2 separate regions of the Anser cygnoides genome follow, and region 2 is linked to region 1. The links are chromatin contacts, called in public Hi-C maps. All regions are on one chromosome and are shown on one strand. Each heading gives the region's core, a stretch centred on a gene start, on an enhancer-like site or on the middle of the called end of the contact. The rest is flanking DNA. Distances are from core to core; before and after follow the strand shown. Region 1 holds the start of FNBP1L (formin binding protein 1 like). Region 2 holds the start of DNTTIP2 (deoxynucleotidyltransferase terminal interacting protein 2).

Evidence for each region. Hi-C and Micro-C count contacts between places; a contact is called where the count stands out from the background.
Region 2: a Hi-C map of liver shows a contact between it and region 1, with 4 times the contacts expected there. The contact joins the promoter of DNTTIP2 here to the promoter of FNBP1L in region 1. A contact is called at or near these places in 5 of 7 Hi-C or Micro-C datasets (fetal liver, granulosa cells and liver).

The regions. Positions count from the first base shown.
Region 1 is chr8:2,153,517-2,158,512 of Taihu_goose_T2T_genome, forward strand. It overlaps FNBP1L (formin binding protein 1 like), which reads left to right and starts at 2,772. Exons shown (of 14, transcript XM_048067071.2): 1 at 2,772-3,140. The coding sequence starts at 2,787.
Region 2 is chr8:2,317,118-2,322,724 of Taihu_goose_T2T_genome, forward strand. DNTTIP2 (deoxynucleotidyltransferase terminal interacting protein 2) reads right to left here and starts at 2,568. Exons shown (of 8, transcript XM_048067048.2): 1 at 2,086-2,568; 2 at 1,577-1,639; 3 at 1-1,331. The coding sequence starts at 2,187. GCLM (glutamate-cysteine ligase modifier subunit) reads right to left here. Exons shown (of 7, transcript XM_048067050.2): 7 at 2,775-4,929. The coding sequence ends at 4,760.

The DNA of each region.
Region 1 (4,996 bases), core at 1,522-4,021:
CTGTTTTACTTTTGCCTTGAAGCAGAAGTAGTGCAGTCTAATACGGTTAGTTTTCTGCTTTTTTTAAAAAAAAAAAAGTAGTCAAAAATGCTCGCATGTAAAAATATTTTAAAAAAATATTTAAAAGTGAGTTTAAATATTTTCTCTAATAGTAGAAATACGAACCCAATGGAAGTAAGCCTGTAGCCAGATGCATAACTACAGACATTTTGGAAGCTGCTGGTTATTGTTGAATAACCAGCCTCTGGGAGACAGAGGAATTCTGTGCAGATAGCAAAGCAAGTAGAATTGTCAAGACTCCTTTTGTCTCTAGATATTTTCCTAGCTGTAAAATAATGATCATCTGCTCACCACACAGGTGTTAAGAACATGGGATATTTTTAGAAATTAGAGCACTTGGAATGCTGGCAAGGGAGGAAATGCATAAATAAAGGGAAAAGCTAAATTCTTTTCTTTTTGAAGTGAAAAGAGAATATGCTTTTGCAACATTTCTTTGTGGAGTAAAAATCCAATTTTAATATAACAAAGACTGCTGGCTAGCAGAGAAAAGGATTAATAGCATTTCACACTGAGAAAGAGATACTTGGAAATGGTTTGTTTGGTCCTGCGGATTTTTGTGGCAATGGAAAGCTAAGCTGCTTCTGTCTTTAGGAAGCGTGCCCGCAGGGAGTGCCAGACAGACTTCTCTGCCACTCCAAATTAATTACGCAAATTGTTGTTCTGCCAAGGTAATATCCTTAGGTACACTTGTAAATCTGAGTAGATTCTGTTGAGAAGTGAACAGATTTAACAGAACATGTAACAATTGTAATAACTAGAGTGGTGTAGATTTGGCCTAAAAATAAAATTAGGCAGTTTTCTTTTAAAGCCCTTGTTAATCCATCAATGATGGGAAAAAACAGCTAAGTACAGTAGTAATTTTTTCTAAGCTAAATATAAGCTGTCATCATCATCTAGAAGATGATAATGGGTTATAAGGATACTAAGACAATGCAATTTATCATGGAGCTTTTGTGTGTAAAAATTACTTAAATATGTCTTCAGTGTATTTCTCTTCTTGAGTCCCTTGGGTGAGACTTCTTTAATCATCGGCACTTTTTCTGAAGATAAATGTTTTCAGAGGTGTGACTAAGAGAATAAAATCTGTGGGGTAATATTTGTTTAATTATGTCTAGGAGTAGGGCCAATTGCAGTTCCTGATAAGGAAACAACGTCAAAATTCTAAATGATTAATTATCATGCTTCCAGCAATATCCCGCAGAGATGCAGTAGGCTTTTTCCCTCATCTTACAGCTAGATCACTTCACATCCTGAACTGCTAAACTGGAGAAGAGCATAGCTCACTGTATGGATGGGAATCTCCTAAAGCAAGACTGTACTTGAACAGGAAAGGGCCTTATGGTGGCTGATGTCAGACTTCTCTCTAAACTGAGATACTAAGTGTTACGCTGCTAAGACTTGTATTTTATCTTCAGTGAGCTAAAATTAGGTTTGATCCTAAGGTCTTTATATATTGCTTAGGAATTCCAGGTTCTTTGGGAACTTAAATAACTGCTCTTATGTCTTTTAACTGATTTGAAGTTACATTTGTAGTTTGTTGAAATGAGCTATGATCTTTTCATTATGGATGAACAGGTGGCTCCTAGTTGAAGTAAAGGTGAAATGCACCTGTGTGTAAACACACCTGAGATACATATGATTGCTCTTTTAGGAAGAAGTTTGGGTTAGGAGCAAACTAAAAATCAAACTTTATTGAAAAAGTAGCTAAGCAAAGAGTTGATCTAAGTTTTTCTTCCTAATCCTTAAAAGCATGTGAATTGAATAAGTTCAAATATATTTGATTACTCTTTTATTCATCAGTGCTTCATTATCAGAATCCTCAAAATGCTTCCAGCCTGGTGAATGTTTTCAGTAACATGCAATGTACAAACTGTTTGAATTAACATCTGTTCAATTGAAGTGAGCCCAAGTGTGGAATTTGAGCCCAAATCTGGGGTTTTGTGACCGCTGGCTTGCTAAAACATCCTCTACGTTGGCCACCACAGCACGTGGCAGAATCGTTCAGCTTGTGGCTTTCCCCAGACCAAATACATTTCTAGTGTAATGTGACTGGCTCCAACACTTAACTCCAGAAATGACATCGTTGACCTGTGATCTCATCTGCTTATTTTGATAATTCACATTATCTTACTGTAATGGTTTCATATAGATCTAAAAGAATTTGCATTTTGCTCTCATAAGGAAGAAGGTAAGATTAAATGTCAATTATGTGTGATGTGAACGAGCAATACCTGGAAGGTGACTTTGGAAATGAAAAAAAATGATTGGATTTAAGTCGCTGTTTTTTTCTTGATGGAGACTGAGCAGAACAGCAGTATTTTCACTGAGTCCTTGCTGCAATTTTTGAGTAAAAATGGGAGGAAAACCAAAAACTGATGTTTTGAGGGGAATTTTGATGGCTCTCCAAGCCTCTGCCTTCTACAAGGTTTCAAAACGGACATTTTGGTGGAAAAATTGCGAGGATTTAACACCATTTCCTTTCCAGTCGCTGAGGAAGCTCCCTGTTCCCGCCGGGGACCACTACCCGCGCGGCGGGGCCGGGTCCCGCACCGCCTCAGGTGTGCCCGGGGCCGCTCCCGCCGTGACTCAGCGCGTGCCTGGCCGGCCGTGAGGCGCAGCAGCGAGGGCCGGGGTCTCGCTGCGCGAGCTCTGGCCCCGGGCGTCCCCTCAGGGCCGAGGGGGTGCGGCCGCTCCCACCCCTCCCGTGTCGTTAAGGAGCATTGCCGATGCCGCCTCCTGCCCGGTACCGGGCGGCGCATCAGGCCGGGGGCCGGTCGCCAGGCGCCGCGGGAGGGAGGCTGGGCGCCGGGCCTCCCCCGGGAGCGGCGCCTCAGCCCGGCCCAGCCTCGGCCTCCCGCGCCGAGCCCGCCCCTCTCCCAGTCTCCTCCGCGGCTCCCCCTCCCCGAGCCAGGCGGGGCCGCAGCTCGCAGCGCCGCCGTTCGTGGTGCCGCCTCTCGCGTCTCCCCGCTGAGCGAGGGCACCGGCGGGACCCTCTCCGGCCGCCCCCTGTCCCCGCCGCCGCCTCAGCCGCAGCCGGCGCTGCCCGCGGAGCCGCCATGAGCTGGGGCACGGAGCTGTGGGTGAGTGCCGGCCGGCCGCTCATTGTGTCGGCACCCGCCGCCTCCCCCCGGCCCGGCTGCTTTGTTCGGCGCTGGGGAAGGGCGGTGGCACCGGCGAAGGGAGGGGGGGGGTCGGGGCGGTGTGAGGGGGGAGAGGCGCTGCCGAGGGCGGTGGGGAAGGGGGGCGCCGAGGCGGGGCTGAGAGGCGGGCGCTCGGCGGGCAGCGCCGTACCCGGGGCTCGGGGGCGGCCGTGGGGGGTGTGGGGGTCCCGGTAGCGGCCTGGGGGAGCAGCGGGCCTGGCTTTGTCTGCGGCGCCGCGCCCCGGGGGCTTCTCCGGAGGGAACCTTCCAGAGCGGGGGCGGCCACCAGCACGAGCCGGTGGGGGGAACGGGGCAGAGAGCGCTGAGGGGGCTCGGCGGGCCCCCTGCGGACCGGGGCGCGAAGCGCGCACACACGCCCTGAGGAAAATATTCCCGAAAACCCGGGTGCAGCAGCCCGCGGCCGCGGCTCGGCCATGACGCCCCTCGCGCCTCCAGCAGCCTCTTTGTCCCGCATGGCTGCGGGGCGCGCTGGGCGCCGGGAGCGGCGCTGCCTGGGCCGGGGGGGGGATTTAGGGTGGATCGGGGTTGGGGGGGCTGCAGCAGCGCCGTCTCCCCCGTGCCGTGTGGGGAAGCGGCGTCGGAGCTGCCGAGGGGCTGCGGCCGTCGCTTGGGCCGTGCCCCTATGCGGCCGGGGCGTGCAGGGGGCAGCAGCACGCGAGGGGCGCGCGGCTCGGCTGTGAGGAGACCAAATGGACACTGGTGCGGCCAGCGGCACCGAGAAGAGACGGGGTTAGTAGCAGCGCGAGTGCGCCTTTGTAGTGCGTGCCTGTGTGTACTACGGCCGTGGAATCGTTAAGGTTGGAAAAGATCTCAGTGGTCGTCTGGTGCACCCGCCCCTACCCGGGAGAGGTTATAGGTTGGTGCTGGGGAGAGTCGGGGTGGTGCGTTGGAGGAGAACGCTGAATTTTTTTCTGCGTGTACTTAAATACGTATCGTTTCAGAAACCAGACTTTCAGCTTACTCATCTCTGTTCCTTTTGGCAGCCTCTTAATCTTGTTTTCTTTGTTCGGCTTGCGAATGATAGCTAAGGTTTTGTGTTCTGTCTGGTGTTCAGTGTTGCGAGAAAAAGCTTCAGAAATACGTACAAAAAGATGGATTTCAACTTCAGACTTCATTTCAATAAAAGGCAATTTTATTTACAGTGTCATAATTGTGACACAGAATTGTGCCTGAATTGTATCTAGACCTACTACATTTTTTTCCCTAAGTCACTAATTCTATTGTGCTGGTTTAAAGAAATAATGCCAGATATTTAAACTAAAAGTTCTATGCTACTGCTTTTATTTCAGCAAAATTTAATACGCTTTTTCATACTATTAGGCGATAGCTACTTCCTTAAGGTACAGATGCGGATATATATATATATATATATAATGGTCTGTTTGTAGGTATATAGCTAGCTTCTCTGATAATTTAAGTTTTTATATTAAAATGTACCTTCTAAATGGGTTACTTTTGTTGAATTATGTCATGCTTTTTGAAAAATAGTATCTTAGGGCTATAATGCCAAGTATTTTCTTACACAAAAAAAAGTTCAGTGCTGCTCATACCAATTGAAAAGAATATCAAACGTTTGCTTTGACATCTTTAAGTGGGCAGAGAAACATTTATCTTTTAATTCTGGTGTAAAATTCTGTTTATAAATATATTAGCTTCTCTCTAGACCAAAAACACAATGAAAAACAGTGCTTTGGGAGCTTTGGAGACAGGGCTGCAAAGAATGGGCAGTTAAAGTGTTAGCTGTGTTTTCGTTGTGAGGCTTTCCCTTCGTCTTC
Region 2 (5,607 bases), core at 1,318-3,817, 160 kb after region 1:
TCAGCATATTCTACTGTTTGGTCTTCACCACTGTCCACACTGATTTCAAGCATTCTACATCTACCCGCTACGCTGTCAGTTATTTGTGCAACAGGTGCATCCTCTCGTGGGCTGCTCACTGCACTAGATTGTTCATCCTTTCTTAATTCACTTGCATGGTCAAAAGACCTCTCTACCGCTGCCTCAGCACCTATTCTTTTGTATTCTGGAACTTTTTTACTTACATTCGGTGTTATTTGCCCTTCGGATTCTAACAATTGTTTGGGACTCATGCAATCAGTTAAACAAAGATCCATATTCTTTAATTTCACCCCCGTCACAAGTATTTTACTGTGCTCTTCCTGAATTTTGTCACTTTCTTCCTCTGAATCATCTACCCCAAGAATTTGTGTATCTTTTATTGCTTTTTTTCTGGGCGATTCAGTATTACTACTTTGTTTCATTTTTGTAAGACTACTGGGTGTTGTATCATTCAAAAAGTCTTGTTTCACATCTTCATTTAAGGTTGCATTAGCAGATTTGGAAGAACATTTGCTTGTAGATAAACTGGATTCTTTATTATGTGCGGTGACAGAGGAAGCATCTTTTTTGTCAGAGACTAATTGTGGAGCAAGTCTAGAATCAGAAATTATTAATGGCTCAGATTTAACTGTGTCCTCAATTAAATTCTCATCTTCTGAAACAATTCTGTTTACTCCCTCATTATTTTCTGCTTGTGCTTTCATTCGCATGCTCCTAGTAAGTCGTTTGGTAGTAATGGGCTGTTCCATATGAAAACAGCACGACTCTGCATCAGAAATATCTTCACTCTGGGCTTCACAGACTGGATCTGGTTGTAACTTCTTTTTGCTTTGCCTTTTTCTTGTAGTTCTCGTAACGTTAGGCATCCGGACACCAGAAACAACACCAGAACAAGATTCAGCTTCAGAGACATTATCTTCATCTAGAGTATTGCTTAACTCGTTTAGAAAAGCAGTCTTGTCGTGTCTTTTTTTTGCAGGAGAATCTGGTTGATAAGGAACTACAATTTGTCGTCTTCTTGTTACTCTTATAATCAAAGGTGTCTGAAGACCAGACACAGCAGAGCAGTTTGATTCTGCTTCTGACACATCCCCATCAACCTGGGGTTCGGCAGCCAATTGTGCTGAATGAACACTTGTGTTCTCATTTCTAGTACTTTTTATCTCTAAGCTATCACTAGCATCTGATTTTGCTTCTGTGTGTTCCACCTGTTCAAGCTCAGATTCTTTAATTACATCAGGCTTACAAATTGCTCTACTCCTTCTGGGCATCTTTGTAGATACAGAAGTACCAATTTCAGTATATGTCCCCTAGAAAGAAAATGAAAAATCTGTTATTAATGGATAAGATAATCTCATAAAAAAGTATGCTACACAAATCACTAACAATCTTTCTTTACACAAATCTAGTCATGCTGATAACGTGTTAACTCTCCAAGTAACTATGTCAAAGGAGCATTAATAAATCATCCCTTTCTTATCCATTTGTTTAGTGTCTTTTGGTCAAGACAGAATAAAGAAATCCACTGCATTAAGAAATATAAATAAAAAGATACCTTCTGTCTCATTCCACAAAATTCTGGCAAACTGTCATGGGAAGTAAATCCAGAGGTGACATTCTGAAACACATGCAGATTTGCTCAACTACAAAATTAGACCTAAAAGGCTTCTGAATCCATTTTTAGCAGCTTTAGGAACAGACTGGTCTCCCAGCAACTGCAACACTAGCCACAATCTGCTTCTTTAATTATGCTTGTAAGTTACCCTTGAAAGCAAGACAAAATCGTACAAAAACTTGTTCTGTAGTGGAAAAAGCATTCTGCAGTGGCAGGATCTTCCCGAAGCACAGCATAACGTTGGATCACCATAAAACATGCTATCTAAGGGGTCCATATTGACAGGACAGTGCGTGTGTCTCGTGAAAAAGCTACAGACAAACGCTCAGCTAACAGCAAGGGAAGAGATGGGGGAGAGGGAAGATGGCTGCCGCCGCGCCGCGCCTCACGCCGCAGGCAGCCCGCCGCAGCCCGGGGCCACCGCCCGCCCTCCCGGCCCCTTCCCTCACCTCCGCCGCCCCGGCGGGCCGGGGCCCTGGGGTGCTGCCGGTGACCCCCACTGCCGGCGGCGCCTGCCCCTGCCGCCTCGCCGCCTGCCTGGTGGCCACCATCTTGTCGGCCGCGCCGTGCCCAGCCCCTTCCGGATCGCTCGGCGGGGCGCGGCCTGCCCTCCGCCGTCCGGCCCCGGCAGGGTGCTCGGCCGCCTGCGGGAGACCGCAGGTAAAGCAGCCGAACGCCGGAAACTGACGGAGCAGCGGCAGCGCTGGCTCTGCTTGGCACGGAAAGGCACCGAGAAAGGCACCCGGGGGCTCCCGTGTCCACCTTTAGCTCTGCTTAAAGAGTGGTGCAAGAATGGGGTCTAGGAAAGTGTAAAGGAGGAGGGGGAAAAGCGTAACGTTAGTTAACGTATCTTCACTAATGACAACGGTGGTGGTGGTTTTTTTTGTGCGTTGTTTGTTGTTGGTGTTTGTTTTTTTTTCTTTTTCTCCCTCTCCATATCCACTATATTAAATTTGTGAACGTGGCATCTTCAGATGATCAAACCACGCAGTAGGGAGTGCCCCTTCTGTTACATAAAGGCTGAGGTGTGCCATTTTACAGGGAAATCCCCGAGCGTAAAAACACGGTTAAGACCATCTCATGACAAAGTCCCAGTGTAAAATACTATTATCAACAGAAAGAGAAGTTATACATAGCATAAATTAAAAGCCTACAATTTTTAATTCATTTTTTCCAATTTCCCATGAAAGGAAATCCCACCGCTCCCACCTTGACACACAAATAATGAGAACGTGATAAACTGTTATGCTCTTAGCGCCACTACAAAAATAATATTGTGTCTTAAAAGGTACTTTTCTACAGCAAAATACCTGTTAACAGCTTATAGTCAGGAAGAAAATAATTATTTCATTAGGACAACCTGTACATTGTTTTTAGCACAATTCTAATTTTATGGAATTTCAATGTATAAAACTGAACACACATGCAAGTCTAATACCGTACAGAATGTCAACAGTCAAAGAAATTACAGAGTGGTTAATCAGCAGCAGCACTCATCTCAGAGCTAGTACAGAAGTTTAAAATGCAACTCCTTTTCAAAATCTGATACACACTAACCCGACATAAAAAAGAACACATTTTGATTAGGAGAAAAAAATAAACATTTTATTGGTACATTACTAGTTCTAGTTCTCTCCCTCTTATTTATCAAAACAATCGAAGTAATCCATAAGAATTTCCTGGAGTTTGCCACATACAGATAAGATGATTAAGGACTCAAAGGTATCTTTATCAAAATTCATATTTTAACTTAGTGGAATGGTTTATAGTAAACTAATATTTCTAGACAGTGCCTAAAAGCATTTAAATTCTACTAGCTGCCTGCACAACAGAATTTAAAAGAAGTTGGTGAAAATTTATTTCCTTACAGTCTGAAGCTCAAAATATGTACAAATAAGTTACCAAGTAATAGTATAAAGCCCTATTCCTACCTGAAATCAAAAGGAAAAGGAGTATTTGATTTTAGACACTTAGAGCCCGTGCTGAAATACAGGTTGAGCTTTTGCAATATCGTCTGATTAAAATGCTAAGCAAATTAAAAGGCGTTTTCAATAGAAAGACTATTTTTAAACCAGAAGCCTTGCCTTAGCTGCAGCAATCTCCCCAAGATACCAAAGCCAGTGCATTAAACTACTGCCAAAAAGAAATATACCTAAGTTTAAGCTAACCCTTGTTAGCATCATTTCTGAATGGCACTCAAGCAAGGAAGTTTCCTAGGCAACCCCAAAATAATAATCCATTTTACATGATCATGAAGCAAACATGTTCTCACTCGACTGATTCCAATTGCATGGTTTCCAAGTATCAAAAAACCAAACAAACGGAAAACACCAAACAGTTGAGGACAAGCCAGGTACAATTTGAATTCTGATTAACAGATTTCTCATCATTTGTTTCCAGTTCTTATTTTAAACACTCATACAATAAAACATTTTCTATTTCAAACTGTAAAGATGTCATCACTTGTGCAAACACTAAAACAATATCGAGGCACAAAGAAGCCAGCAGGAATTCAAGTAATAGAAAGTAATTTGGAAGATGCGTCTTTTCTAAATCAGAGGTTTCTTACACAGTATTAAAAATAAACCAATTTTCCCATCCACACAAATTAATTAGCTGATTTACCTGTACATACACATGAAGTAACGAGATAGTTTATTTTTTCAGGACATTTTTCATGAAATATGACAATTTTCTATAAAAACTAGTCCTTGAATGCTTTAAATCTAGGTACCTACCATAACAGTAACTATTATTTAATAGAAATTAAATTTAAAAAATATATGTTTCTCTATACTACCTAATGGTAGCTAAAATATGATAACTCTTACAGTGAACTGGTCATACAAAGAAATATTTTAAACTGTTTCTTATAGATCATTTCAATTAAAAACAATAAACCCCAAATATTTCATATTTTTAATGAACTGGTTAATAGGTTAAGAAAGAAAAATAGTGTTAGAACACTGCAGACACTCCTGCTAACATCACACTGAATAATTACAACTTTTGGTCTTTGTTATAAATGCTGTAAAAATCTCTCTAGGAAAAAACAATGTTCCCCCATCCCCAAGAAATTAAAACAGTAGGCCATTTCGAAGAAGAAAAAAGGATGAGAGTGTTTTAAGAGGCATTTCTTTTAGCTTGCATGATATAGCCTTTGGACTTGATAATTCCTCTGCTTTTAACAATGACTGAATATCGGAGAATCCATAAAGGAATCCATTCGTGTGCTTTGACGTTCTGGATGCTTTCCTGAAGAACTTCTTGGAAACTTGCTTCACAAAGTAATTCTGAAGTTAAAAAGGGATATTCATGCTTTAAACAATGTCATGTAAACAGCTGCAAAAAGCAACACTTAATAAGAGAAGCTTTTGCCTACAGTCAAAGATCTTAAGCAGTGCTAGATACTCCACAGATCCACTCTTCCAGAACGCATGCAGGGTAAAAGCTGTTGAACATTACAGAAGAAATCTTCATGACAAGTTTTTTTGTTGTTGTTGTTTTTTCAACACTATTTCCCACAGAACTAATAAACTGAAACTTCTACAATAACAAATGGAGTTGATCAGCAGAGCTATTAGCAGGAAAAAGGCAAAAATTAAAATTGAGAAGCTAGCCAGACAAACGAGAAGAGAGCAAAGTATAAGTCTGAAATCAGCAAAGCACTGAGTTACTTCCGCAGTCACAGGAAGCTCAACATTTATAGCATCTCCCATAACTGGGCTTGTAATAAGCAAAAGCCAAGAAAGCATTAAGAAAAATAGGCTTAAATGCCACAAAGCAGAAAAGGAAGACAAATACAATTTCTCCTAGTTTCCTCTGGAAAGTCAGTCAAGGCAACAATTTCTTTGTAGAGGAGTGCTCCCAAAAGATAGTCTCAATGCTCTTCAGCTGACCAAGACAGAAAAATAACGCTTAGCAAACAATGCATATGGGAATGACTCCTTGCTTTGTTTTCAATCTAACTC